Linked DNA regions of Zea mays: region 2 is linked to region 1. Evidence: chromatin contacts called from public Hi-C data. All regions are on one chromosome and are shown on one strand. Each heading gives the region's core, a stretch centred on a gene start, on an enhancer-like site or on the middle of the called end of the contact. The rest is flanking DNA. Distances are from core to core; before and after follow the strand shown.

The links. A called contact is a pair of places that touch in the nucleus more often than the background predicts.
Region 2: a Hi-C map of bundle sheath shows a contact between it and region 1, with 2.2 times the contacts expected there. The contact joins two enhancer-like sites. A contact is called at or near these places in 2 of 25 Hi-C or Micro-C datasets (bundle sheath and tassel).

What each region holds. Positions count from the first base shown.
Region 1 is chr8:67,511,565-67,518,310 of Zm-B73-REFERENCE-NAM-5.0, forward strand. No RefSeq gene overlaps it. Among protein-coding and RNA genes, the nearest start is that of LOC103635305, 30 kb to the right of the region's middle. Within about 2 kb of position 3,892, at least 19 of the 20 cell types and tissues checked have an H3K27ac peak or open chromatin away from gene starts, as enhancers often do. A contact at or near this core is called in bundle sheath and tassel, where this site is marked.
Region 2 is chr8:67,654,203-67,660,848 of Zm-B73-REFERENCE-NAM-5.0, forward strand. No RefSeq gene overlaps it. Among protein-coding and RNA genes, the nearest start is that of TRNAD-GUC, 9.8 kb to the right of the region's middle. Within about 2 kb of position 4,794, at least 20 of the 20 cell types and tissues checked have an H3K27ac peak or open chromatin away from gene starts, as enhancers often do. A contact at or near this core is called in bundle sheath and tassel, where this site is marked.

The sequences.
Region 1 (6,746 bases), core at 2,642-5,141:
GCAACATATCCGGATTCAAACAATGATATCTCCTAAATTATAACTCCGAATCGAGCGCATAAGTACTTGTTGGAAAGGTATGACAAATCTCTACATGATTATCTCACTGATTCCCACTAATTAACCCACGAAAATTCCCAGAAATCCCTAGAACTACTGCTGTCCACCCACTCACAAAATTCCTGGACAGCACCTCTACCGATTCGCAAAGATAAACGCATAATCCAATTGATTGCAGCACAAAAACAACAAAAGTTAAACATGAATTCACCTTGGGTTCTTCCCTTCCTCCTTCCTTCTTCCTCCCTCCAAACTCCAATTGAGATCGCAGCCACACGACGGAGAACACGCGGGAGGGCTGCACCTTGGAGGAGGGGAAGAGAAATGGGGTGGGCAGCTAGGGTTTTGGGTGGTGAGGGCTACAAAGGTTTGAGGAGAAAGATGGAAGAGGGGGGGAGGGGTGACGTCCAAGAGGAAGGGGAGGGGGGCGGCTGCAAAAATCCCAAGGGGAAAGGGGGGTAGCTAGGGTTAGGGGAGACTAATGGGCCGGATCAAGGTTCAAGGCCCAACTCGCTCATGTGACAGCTCCCGACCCCGTCGCAAACAACTAACCAAAGAAATTCTACTGTCTTACAGGTGAATATTTTCCACAAATTCCAAATTCCCAAAGCGCATCACCCGAATGAGGAAAAAGATCAAAAAGAATAACCTCCACTTCTCCTCTTTGCAAACCGGGTATCACACCGGACTGTCCGGTGCAATCTGACATCGCAGGCTGCCTTCTGACTTTCTGAACCCGTAGCAGTCGAGGCAGTCGATCGTTGGCAAAGATGACCGTTGCTCGTGGGCTCATAGGATAGTCCGGTGATTTTTAGCGGAGAAGCGCCGTGTTTTCCCAAGAGCGGCCAGTTCGCTGGGCTCGCGAGCCTGGGCACTGGACACTGTCTAGTGCACACCGGACAGTCCGGCGCGCCACAGGCTAGTACAGTTCTGTTTTGCTCCATACTTAGAGAATTCCCCCAAGGGCCATTTTCCTTATTTGTGATTATGAACTTTATGCACCTGAGAAATATATCAACTAGGCAAACTAGTTAGTCCATAAGGCTTGTGATGGTCGTCAAACACCAAAATCGATTATAGGAAATGTTTGAGGCCATTTCCCTTTCAATCTCCCCCTTTTTGGTGATTGATGCCAACACAAACCAAAGCAAATACAAAGTATAGGAATGTAGCTAGTTTGCATTTTGTCAGATGTGCATAAGTTACTTTGAAATGAAAGCATTTCTAAGCATACATGATTGTTTTGATATATTTAACATTTTGGACCACATTTGCACCACTTAGCTTGTTTTTGCAAATCGTTTGGAAAAGTTTTTTAAAAAATTCTTTTGCAATTAGCCAATGGTATAAGATTTTAAAAGCATTGTTAAGTTTTGAAAGATTCTCCCCTGTTTTAAATACTTTTCCTTTGGCTAAATAAAAGCTCCCCTTGAAAAAGTTCTCCCCTTAGCTGTCAAGAGGGTTTTTGCAAATGATCCAAATTTAGAAAGAGTTTTTAGAAAATAGGGTGGTGGTGCGATCCTTTTGCTTTGGCCTATTAGTTTCTCCCCCTTTGGCATTAAGTGCCAAAAACAGAGAAAACGTGAGGCCTGTAACAAGAAAGATATGAAAGTGACTACATGAGTAGGGCAAAGGATATATAATACCGACAGAGTCGTATTGGAAGTCTTGCCTTTGCCTAATACTCCATTTTCATTTCAATCTAAGACTAAGTCTAGAAATACTCTTGAAAACACATTAGTCTTAGCTTTGGCACAAGAAGAATAAGAAATATGTGTTTGTACCAAATTAAAGATATATGATCAAAGGTATAATATGAGCAATGTGTGCAAGATTTCAATCAAAGTTCCGAGAATCTAGGATATTGAGTTCATTCCTAATCTTGCTAAAAGTCTTTTCATCTAGGGGCTTGGTGAATATATTGGCTAATTGGTTGTGGGTGCTAACATAAGCAATTTCAATATCCCCTTTTGTTGGTGATCTCTCAAAAAGTGATACCAGATGTCTATGTGCTTAGTGCGACTATGTTCAACAGGATTATCCGCCATGCGGATTGCACTCTCATTGTCACATAGGATATAGATTTTGCTCAACTTGTAGCTATAGTCCCTAAGAGTTTGCCTCATCCAGAGTAATTGTGCACAACAATGTCCTGCAACAATATACTCGACTTCGACGATGGATAGATATACTGAATTTTGTTTCTTTGAAGCCCAAGACAACAGAGATCTCCCTAGAAACTGATAAGTCCCTATTGTGTTCTTCGTATCAATTTTACATTCGACATAATCGACATCAGAATACCCGATTAGATCAAAGATAGATCCCGATTAGATCAGAATACCTGATTAAACCAAATATCTCATGATTATTTTCATGGCCCTAAGGTGGATTTCCTTAGGATTGGCCTAGAACCTTGCACACATGCATACTGAAAGCATAATATCCGATCGTGAATGTAAAGCCCAAAATTAGTAGAAAAGTATTAATAATAATAATAATAATAATAATAAATAAATAAAAATATATTTATTATAGTGATTTGGGAATTCTTGAAACCTTGGATAAATTATTAAGACCCTTCATTTTCATAATCAATCGATTGTATTAAATTAGTTAAGTAACCAACAAACAAATAAAGAAAGGTACATCTCTTGTTGATGATGTGGTTATGATGCATTTTATTGAAAACCTGAATTTGACCTCAATTTATAATGGAAATATAAAATAGAAAATGAGAAAAGAAATTGTAATAGTAATTTGTTACTTCTAAAATGAGAAAATGGAGGGAAGATAAATAATAATATTAAAAATAGTAGAATCTATATTCACATTAGCATTTTGATTGAGAATGGAATATGAAATTTAAAACAAAACGTGGAAACAGATTTAAGTTTGAAATTTGAATTTGAGCATAAGTTGGAAATGAGAAATAAAAAATAGAAAAGAAAAACAGAGCTAAATAGACTAGAACCCTCAATTTCGGCCGATCCCCACGTCCCATCCCGCGCGGCCCACGAAGCCAACCCCCTTGTCCTTTCTTCCACGCGCCGTCCCTCTGAAGTGTGGACCCTGCGCGTCGGCCTTCCCCTTGGTCACTTGCGCGTGGTGCCGGATTGGGAGGATCATCTCCCTCCCGAGATCCTTGCCGGGTTGTTGCAACGGCACGCAGAAATTGGCTGGGAATCCCGATGCTTCCTCATGGCAATTTATGCGGAGCTTCTTGCCTCTACTGCCCCGGACGACCGCTGCGAAACCAGGCGTCCACGAACGGGAAACCAAGCACCGCCACCGGGGAAAGGGGAACTCGCGCCACCGCGGTCGGTTCTCACCTTGACCGCCGTTCCAACCCCGAAGACCAGCTCGGAGAAAGCGCAGACCTCGGGGGAAAAGCACAGAGGCGCCTAAGGGCTCTGGGGTCACCTGGTGTCACCTCAATTGCTCACCGGGGTTTGGATTCCGCCGCAGGACCGCCTCATCGCGTGGTCATTCCCTCCCGGTGCCCGATCTGAGGTAAGAAACCATACAAGCCGTTCGCCTTGTCCTGCTCCGCGTGTTCCTCAATTCGGTTGCGAGTTTGGGGCACTGGACGCGCCAGCACGGTACTCCGGTGATGGCGCTGCCGCGGGGAAAGCTCTGCGCTGTCGTCTGCGTGTAGTCGGGTGGAGACGATGGTCTTCGGACCGTTTATCTCGCAGGAACGGTCAGGATTAGATTAACTGGGTACCGGTTCGTCTGATGATCGGTGTCCGTTGGATCGACCGTGGGTGGCACAGATTGGATCTGGGGATACCCCCTTCAACGATTGATCCTGGGTCGTTGATCGAAACATCCATGGCCCGGGTTAGATTAGTGGCGTGAGAGCATCTAAACCGTGGATTCATAATCTGGGGGCTGTTATCGCATACCCGTTCGGATTTATGGCGTTATGATCGTGGCCGTTGGTTCAGATCTGACGATCCATATCCACTGATACCCCTTCGACCCGTACAAATTGCTAAAGAGCCCCTCGGCTTGTTCCGAATAAACCCACCGTCCTCCGCCTATGTAAATTAATTGCGATTGAGCCCTGGGTATTTATAAACTAGCCCCTGTACTCTTTAGAATTTGCAACAGTAGTCTGTAGCCTTATTTTTAGTAAATAGAATTTAGGAAAATGATTTATAATATAGAAACAAATCAAATAATCTTAGAAAAATTTATAACTTGCACGTTTTAACTTCTTTTTGTCCCATTCCAGTTGCATTAAATTCATAATAATGTTGTTTATCATCTAGTAACCTTGGTTTGTTATTAAACATAGATTTAAACTATGCACTTAGTTTATTCGATATTAAGCACCTAAATCTTTAGAAAATCATAACTTTATAATCGTAGCTCCAAATTTATCGGTTCTCGAATCTACGATCTCGTTACGACACGTAGAATATTATTATGCAGTTTGTGCTTATGTTTGGTGTGATGTTAATTTTGCCTATACCATGTTTGTTTGTATTGCTACGAATAACAGTGAGGATCCAAGAATCTGAAGATCATCCTGGTACCTAGAATCTCGAGTCTCAAGCAAGTTGTGCCCTTGATCACTCTTTTTACCTAATAATGTTCGTTGTTAATCACTGTGACATGCTCAGATTAATTTGATGGGACCTAATAGGTTTCCCTAGCATTATTTATCCCCTAATTTGCAACTAGATGAATTATTGGGTAGATTTGCTATTGCTCTACCTAGTTTTGGGAAACTAATGTTTTATTATGATCATGTTCCAATTATGTTGTTTAATTATTGTTCATGATAAGATTATATTGTTAATTGGAACATGGAGAACCACCCGAGAAAATAGTGCTACCACAAGGGTGGTATGGGACGCCCTTGGCTGACTAATTAGGAAAGCTAGTGGAGGACTATCTTACCTGAAAGGTGCAAGGGCAGTAGGGGAGTAGTCGGTATAGGGAGGTTCTCGAGCTGATTTTGTTGCGATGGCTTTTCAAACAGGGGATTCCTATGCTACGCTCCCTAGAAACTGTAGCGGGTTTCTGAATCTAGTGGAACTTTGTAAAGGCCTCGTAGTGGTACCTTGCCTCGCTTCCTTGGTAGAGGTGTATGGGGTCCGATCAACCTCGTGGCAAATGGGTAACACGACTTGTGGGTAAAGATGCACAACCTCTGCAGAGTGTAAAACTGGTATATCAGTCGTGCTCACGGTCATGAGCGGCTCGGACACTCACATGAAATTAAACTCAATTTGTCATTTGCATTGCATTGTGGGTGTTGTTATTAATTTTGATCTCTTATTTAATTGGGTGGGTATCTACTTATACCTAGTAACTGTTAATAAAAATTTGACCAACTTTAAAAGCAATGCTCAGCTTTAACCATCCTCTTTGGTAAGCCTTACACTTCACATGGGCTCCCACCTTTGGTGGGTTCATGCACATTATTCCCCACAACTTGTTGAGCGATGAACATATGTGAGCTCATCCTTGCTGTACTCACATCCCCCCAGGTCAAGAACAGTTACCACAGGATGAGGCGCATGAAGAATGATGTGATGAGTTCGTGAGAGGTCTAGGCCGTCGTCTTCTAGTCAACTTTGGGTTGCTGGATCGTTGTCTTCGTATGATATAATTATTTAACTATTTTGTACAGAACTCCTATTGTATAGTAAATATGTGACATTCGTTTCTGTACCATGAATCATCATATGTGTGAGACTAGATCCTAGCACACTTAGTGATTGTTTCACGCCCGGGTTTTGGTGCCCCTAAAATCCGGGTGTGACAGTGAAGCACATAAATAAAGTAAAGATTCTATCATCGACCGGTATACCTTTTGATCTACAGATTTACCTCCCGTGTTGAGGTCGAGATGCCCATTTGTTCCCAGGGGAGTCTCGATGGGTTTTACATTCTTCATTCCAAACTTCTTGAGAATATCTGGAATGTACTTCGTTTGGCAAATGAAGGTGCCCTCTTGGAGTTGCTTGATTTGGAATCCAAGGAAATACTTATACTTCCCCATCATAGACATCTCAAATTTCTATATCATAATCCTACTAAACTCTTCACAAGATGACTTGTTAGTAGACCCAAAAATAATATCATCAACATAAATTTGGCACATAAACAAGTCTTTATCAATTGTTTTAGTGAAGACAGTAGGGTCAGCTTTTTCGACTTTAGAACCATTAGTGATAAGAAAGTCTCTTATGCATTCATACATGCTCTTGGGGCTTGTTTTAGCCCATAAAGCGCCATTGAGAGCTTATAAACATGTGAAGGATACTCACTATCTTCAAATCCGGGAGGTTGCTCAACATACACCTCTTCCTTGATAGGTCCATTGAGGAAGGGACTTTTCACGTCCATTTGATATAACTTAAAGCTATGGTAAGTAGCATAGGCAAGTAATATTCGAATTGACTCAAGCCTAGCTATGGGTGCATAGGTTTCATCAAAATCCAAACCTTCGACTTGTGAATATCCTTTGGCAACAAGTCGGATTTGTTCCTAGTCACCACACCATGCTCATCTTGCTTGTTTCTGTATACCCACTTGGTACCTACAACATTTTGGTTAGGACGTGGAACTAAACGGCATACCTCATTTCTCGTGAAGTTGTTGAGCTCCTCTTGCATTGCCACCACCCAGTCTGAATCTCTTAGTGCACCCTCTATCCTGTATGGCTC
Region 2 (6,646 bases), core at 3,544-6,043, 140 kb after region 1:
ACCCCGGCCTTAGCCTCAGGAGAAGTCTCCGCCTCGCCCGACCTTGGGCTCGGACCGACCGCGCCACAGGGGATACATCATTACCCTGCCCGTAGCTAGCTCAGGCTACGAGGGAACAAGACCGACGTCCCATCTGGCTCGCCCCGGTAACAGGTAATGATGGTTCCCCGCGTGCGTCCATGACATCGGTGGTTCTCAGCCCCCTACGAAAGCAAGGAGACGTCAGCAGGATCTCGGCCGCATCGCCAGCTGTGCTTCTACAGGGCTCAGGCACTTCTCCGACGGCCACGTTATCGCGTACACAGGGCTCAAGCACCTCTCCGACAGCCACGTTGGCATGTACACATGGCTCAGGCACTTCACTGCCAGACACATTAGCGCATAGCTACACCCCCCATTGTACATCTGGACCCTCTCCTTGCATCTATAAAAGGAAGGTCCAGGGCCTTCCTGCGGGAGGGGGTCGCGCGGAGGGACGAGCAAACGAACAGGCTCTCTCTCTCTCTCTCGCGACGCTTGTAACCCCTACTACGAGCACCCCTGGTGCGAGATAATACAAGCCGCATTCCCCCCCTTGTGTTCCATCTTGCGCCAACCCATCTGGGCAGGGACACGCAGCGATAAATTCACTGATCGGCTCGGTTGAGGGTCCCCCGGGTCCGAAACGCCCACAATGTTTGAACATGAAACAAACGTACTACACTCACCCTAATAAATTTCATTCGTCTGTCATTCCCCCACATGGTCATAGCTTGTAGCACGAGGTAGCTGGTATTAAGCCTATACAATAATGTTTGACATGTAGCTCACACCATGCGATAGAACCAGTCGCCATCAACCACACATACCACAAGGCTCTGGAAGACCGGAACATATTTCGCCCAAAAAGATCGCTCACTCAATGGGAGCAGAAAACGCATAAACATAACACGATGCAAAAAAACCACTGGTCACAACGTGGCAGCACACTTGGCCGGATCCATGCCAAACCTGCAGGCAGCATAATGCATCCACCGCGTCGTTGCAGGTCACCGCAGTCGGTCTAGGAGCCGCCTTCGGCTCTCTTCCTGAACACGATCCTGTCCAGCAGGCTCGTGCCGCGCTTCTTCCTCCCTCTTCGTCGGGTCAGCGTAACCACCGCCGTCCGACCGCGGCTCGGCAGCGAACACAGGACAAACGACGACAATCTGCATCGAGTCCTTGCCGCCGACGTCGGCGCCGTTCTCCTCCTACCGTGTTGCGCTCCTCCTCGTCGGCGTAGCAGTAGCACGGATCTCACCTTCATCTTTCTTGGATAGCACCTGTGGCGTGGGCGTGGTGGGAGTGGGACTGGGAGACGTGGAGGCCTCGACCAGGATGCTCGCGAGCGACTGCGGCTTGTAGTCGGACTTTGCCGAGCTCGTCTTGGGAATGCAAATGGAGTGTTGGGTCCATGCTTCGTCGCCGAAGGTCTTATAGAGAGAAGCGATCCTCGGATGAAGCTGTTTGTATAAGATAGCCGAAGGTTCCTCTTCGTAAAGCTTCGGCATTGCCAACCGACTTAAAGATAGAATGACCTTTTAGTCCATAAATGTCTGAGTCAATGTTGTAAGTTTTTATAAGGGGCATACTTGTAATTCCTCACAGGCTGCGTCCTGTGCCTATAAATAGTGAACAGTATTCCGTTACTGTTCACGCATTCTGATTTTTGCAATCGCATCTCTCGGAATACAACCTTTGTCAAGGCATAGGTATTATTGTATTTAATGATTCAATGTATTAAGTGAATATGATATAATGTATCTGTGAAACATTTATCCATTTTATACCTTTTATTTTGTATTATCTTACAATGTTTATTGAAAGTTTATTACGAAAGTTCAACTTCGTAATAAGACTTTTATCAACCTTCGTCCTAGACCCATTATCCTCAAAGGAATAATGCTTCACGGACGAAGGACAGTATCATTTAACATTTTATGTTGCCTTGTTCTTAATTCATAGCATTTGAGAACAAGTCCCCAACATTGGCGCCCACCGAACAATAGACACTTGGCGAAGGATCGTGATCGTCTCCTGGCACTTGGCGGGCTTGTCAGCCGTTGCGAGGATCTCTGAGCTCTGCAGTGAATGATGTTGATATTGTGAGTTCAGTTCCTGATGGTGTACTGATAACTATAGACAGACACAGTAACTTAACTTACTGTTGCTAAATGACTTTCCTCTTGCGCTGCCCGACGTTCCACATTTGCCTCAGAAGCAGGGCTATATGATCAAGAACATACATAAAAAAATTGTTGACAACATTTTTTTAAAAGTGACGAATACACGTAGCAGCATATAAATCTACCTTTGCATCTCACAGTATGTCGCCGATTTTCTCCTTGAAAGGATACTACTACCATCCTGCTGTTGTAGGGCATGTATGAGTTCTATATCAAGCTTCTGCAGATGATTGGTCGCCGTAGTCTAGCTTTCAATTGACTGAATTGGTTCTTCATCTACATCTGTCTGAAAAGCTGAAGTCGCTGCTTGTTTAGCGCTTTCAGTATCATGCGTACCGTCGATGGTAACTGCACCTGATGGCTTAGCTCCATCAAAATCCTCTGTATCACGGCTCATAGTGTCGGTCTGATCTTGATTCGAGAAGCATTGGCTCACTACGTACTTTAGGATGAGGCAGACCTCGTCTACAAACTTTCCAAGGTCACATTTCCCTTCTAGTAGCTCATGACGGACCTGAACCAGTCGCTCGAAGCGGCGAGACAGCTCAGACTTGTCGTGCGACAGCGCTCTTGATCTTGCGACATCGTCTTCTCGTGAGAAATTTAGAATTTTGCCATTATGGCAAATGGGTTTCGCCGCTTTGCCACCATTTTAAGGGGCTTCTCTTATATGTCATTATCAAAAAAGACGCATATGTTAAAATGCTTTTTCGCAATTTAATAACGAAAAATCGATTAGAGAAGAATAGCCTTCTCCGCTTCTCTTTTTCTCACTGGTGAGACCATCAGCCAACCACCACCGACGTTGTCCAAAGCAAACTCAGCACGCTGCTGCTATTCGTCAGTGCTCTGGTTAAAGTTAAGCGCATAGCTCTGGTAGTCGTAGTTGAAGGTCCCCAGCTGTTGCTTCCACCGCCGCGTGACGCCACTCCCATGTTGAGCGTTGCACCGTCATCGTCCGGGACGTTGCCACCCTGCACAATTTTCACCTCGCTCATGTCTTTTGTCGTCTGGTCTTCATTGTAATCGCCATTTGGAACTCCCTCTTCTCTGGCGTCGCTGCTCGTGGCGTGCTGCTGCTACGACCAAGGCCACTGTGGCAAGCCCGCTGCAGTCAAGAAGAGAAGATATGTAGCCGCGTCGGTCCCGAGGACGGAGGTAGAGGTGGTGTGCTGTTCGGCTGGAGGTAGACGAAGGAAGATTATATCCAATCAATTTTTCGTTTTATTGAATTGCGAAAAAGGCATTTAAGCATATGGGTCTTGCTTGATAATGGCATATAGGCTAAGCCCTTTAAAATGATGGCAAAGTGATGAAACCCATTTGCAATAATGGCAAGGTTCCAAATTTCTCTCTTCTCCTGCATATGCCGCCTGTGCGTGTGTGTCGATGGTAACTGTTTGTGTGGGAAATTACTAAAAAAAGTTGTTTGTGCGGGAAAGAAGAAAAAAAAGAACTAACGTTAAAGGCGGACCGTGTGTCTTGTGTTGTGGCGCAGGGCACCAGCAGCAGTGGGCGCTCCCCTTCGTCGGCGCCGGGCAGGTCAGGCCGCCGTCGCAGCAGGCGCCACCGGATAGGAAGGGCCACAGCGGAGGCGGGGTCATGGATTCAGGCTCCAGATCCAGTGGCGGAGCCAGGTTCGACGACGAAGACAGCCTCACCACGCGTCGCGAGGTCTCCTCCTCGCTCCAAGATACCTCAATTCCACTCAATCTATGCGAAATTCATTCTCCTCTCTTGCTCTTGACTCCAGCGAACGATGTGAAAACTCGATCTTTATCTCGACTTTTGACAATTTCCACCTGGATCATGGAAGTGCCACGAGAGATGGTTCAGATGTACCGAGTGGCCAGTCTGCGAGCAGCGATTTGAGCCCCGGCCTTCCCCGTTCGCTTCATGCTTCCATGTACAGCGCAAGAGCAGGGGAGAGCGCGGATCGAGGCCGCAATCCTGTCTGCGAGCAGTGATTCCCGTCTGCGAGCAGCGATTTGAGCGCCGGCTTGCCTTCCATGTAGAGGGCGGGAGCAGGTGGAGCGTGGAGCGGATCGAGCGACGTTGGCGAGGAGAGAGCAAGCAGATCCCGTCCACGAGCAGCGATTTGGGCGCCGGCTTGCCTTCCATGTAGAGGGCGGGCGAGCAGCGATTTGGGCCTCGGCTTGCCTTCCATGTAGAGGGCGTGAGCAGGGAGAGCGCGGAGCGATCGAGCGGCGATGGCGAGGAGAGAGCAATGGCGCCGATGGGATCTACGGTGAGAGCAGGGAGAGCGCGGGCAGCCAGCGGGGCATGCTTTACCAAAGATTTGGGTAGACGCCCTCGCGTCTACTCTTATAGAGTAGCAGAGATTATACGGTAGAGTGAATAAATAATGCTTGACTCTTCCGCTCCGTTGGTTTCCCGGCTACTCGTGCGCTCCGTGTACTCCGGTGCGCGCTCGGCACGGGCGGCAGAGAGACGTGTGGGCGAGGGGACACGGCGGCCACTCACATAGTCACATCACCAACAGTGGCCGAAACGGCGGGATCAGAACAGATCGCGGGCGGCACGGGCGCCCACACCGCCCACCAAAGCCGGCCCGGCCCCCGTCCCGCCCACCGCGAGCGAGCCCCCAGTGCCCTCCACGCGCGTGCGCCGTCGCGCTCGGGGTCGAAGGCAGGGCCCCCGCCCGCACGCGCCGCTCGCCGTGTCGCGCGCCGGGCCGCGGACGTGGACCGCGGTTGAGTGCCCAATGATTGGCCTTATTTTACTCCCCGGCTGGCCGTTGCCCCCACGTTCTCGCGCCCCCATCGGCCAGCCATCCCCATCCCATGCTCCCTCCCCATCCGTTCCGGCCCTCGCGCCTTTTTTCTTTCCTCGTCCGCCGCCGCCGGTGCGTTCGCCGATTCGATTCCAGCGCCGCGCGCGCGGCCCCCGCCTTTTCTTTATCCCGGGAAGGAGAAAAAGCACACACCAGCACGTCACGTTGTTGCCTGCCACGCGCGGACGGACCGAGATTTTCCGAGAGACGGACGAGACGAGAATGGATCGAGCCGCAAACAACGCATGCATGCAGCCAAAAGCGCGTTACGTTACGTTACGTGCTCCTGACGTATGTCGAGGCGTGGAACGACAGGAGCATGCAAAAGCACTGCATGTTCGCATCGCACGCGGCTGACTGCTCGTTCGTCGCGGCGCGTGCCTACGTCGTACGTGGGTGGTGGTGGTCGACGTCGGCGGCCCCCACCGCCGATCGGAGCTAAGAACAGCTGACAGCCACGCCGCCGCGTCATGGAAAGGCGACGGCCGAGGACGGACGTTGCTTGCGCTGGCCGCGGGCGTGGCAGACATGTATGATGGACACCTTTCAGTACACAGATTTTGCCGATCATGAGTTCAGCAACACAAAAGCCTCTCGATCGATAATCTATATACCTTATCTGCTAGGTTGTTTTCCACGCTCAAAGATCTCCAACTCTCGAAGCAACAACAGGTCCACAGCCTCTTCGCGTGCACATATACATTCCCGGCCGGCACCAAACGGAGAGAAGAAGAAGAATGAGAAAAAAAAAAGGAAGCCTCCCCTTTTGTTTTTCTGATGGTCGGTCGCTAGCTGAAAAACCACGCTCTTTTCCCACCGTACCTCCCCGTCCGTCATGCGAGAGCATGCTAAGAGCAACTCCAATAGTTATGTAAATTTTAGGTCTCTAAATCATAGATTTAAGAAGTTGCTAAATGATTTTGAAGTAAAAAAATGTGAGTTCTCCAATAGTTTTTTAAATATAAGTTGTAATTTTGTTTTGTATTTATCCACATAAAAAATAAGTCACAAAAACTATATAATGCAGTCAACATTTTTGTTTAGAGAGTTGTTAAATGGTTGCCAAATGTAGAGAGAAAATGAGGTTAGATGACAAATTGTTAAATTTAGAAAGTTCGTTTAGAGAACTGTTGGGGAATAGTTTTTATGTTAACTACCTAAATTATTGATTTAAGAAGTCTTTTAGAGAACTACTGGAGTTGCTCTAATGCATGCATGCAGCATGCATCCTAAAGTCGATCACCTACCCGGCCGGAATACAAGAGGACGCACACAAACACGTCCGCAGCCTCAGTGGCCAGCAGGCAGCAGCAGCCCAGACGCACTAACAGCAGGCAGCAGCCTTCAGAGTCCGAGAAGAGTGTGCAGTGTGAGAGAGAATCTATCAAACTTGACCACCAGCGGAAATAAAGCCCTTTGTCCAGTCAGTGATAGGGACTGCTCTTTTCAGTCCTGCGCGCGGCCGGGCTTATGTAATATAATATGGTCCATGCATATATGCGATGCAACATAATCTATATGGATGCAAGCATACCCAGGAGTGGATATCTCAGGCTCGAAACGACGCTAGCCACGCATGTTTATCCATGCATTGCTGGAGGGTGTGTCTGATCGAGACGCACCAATAATCCATGCAATGGTATCTTCA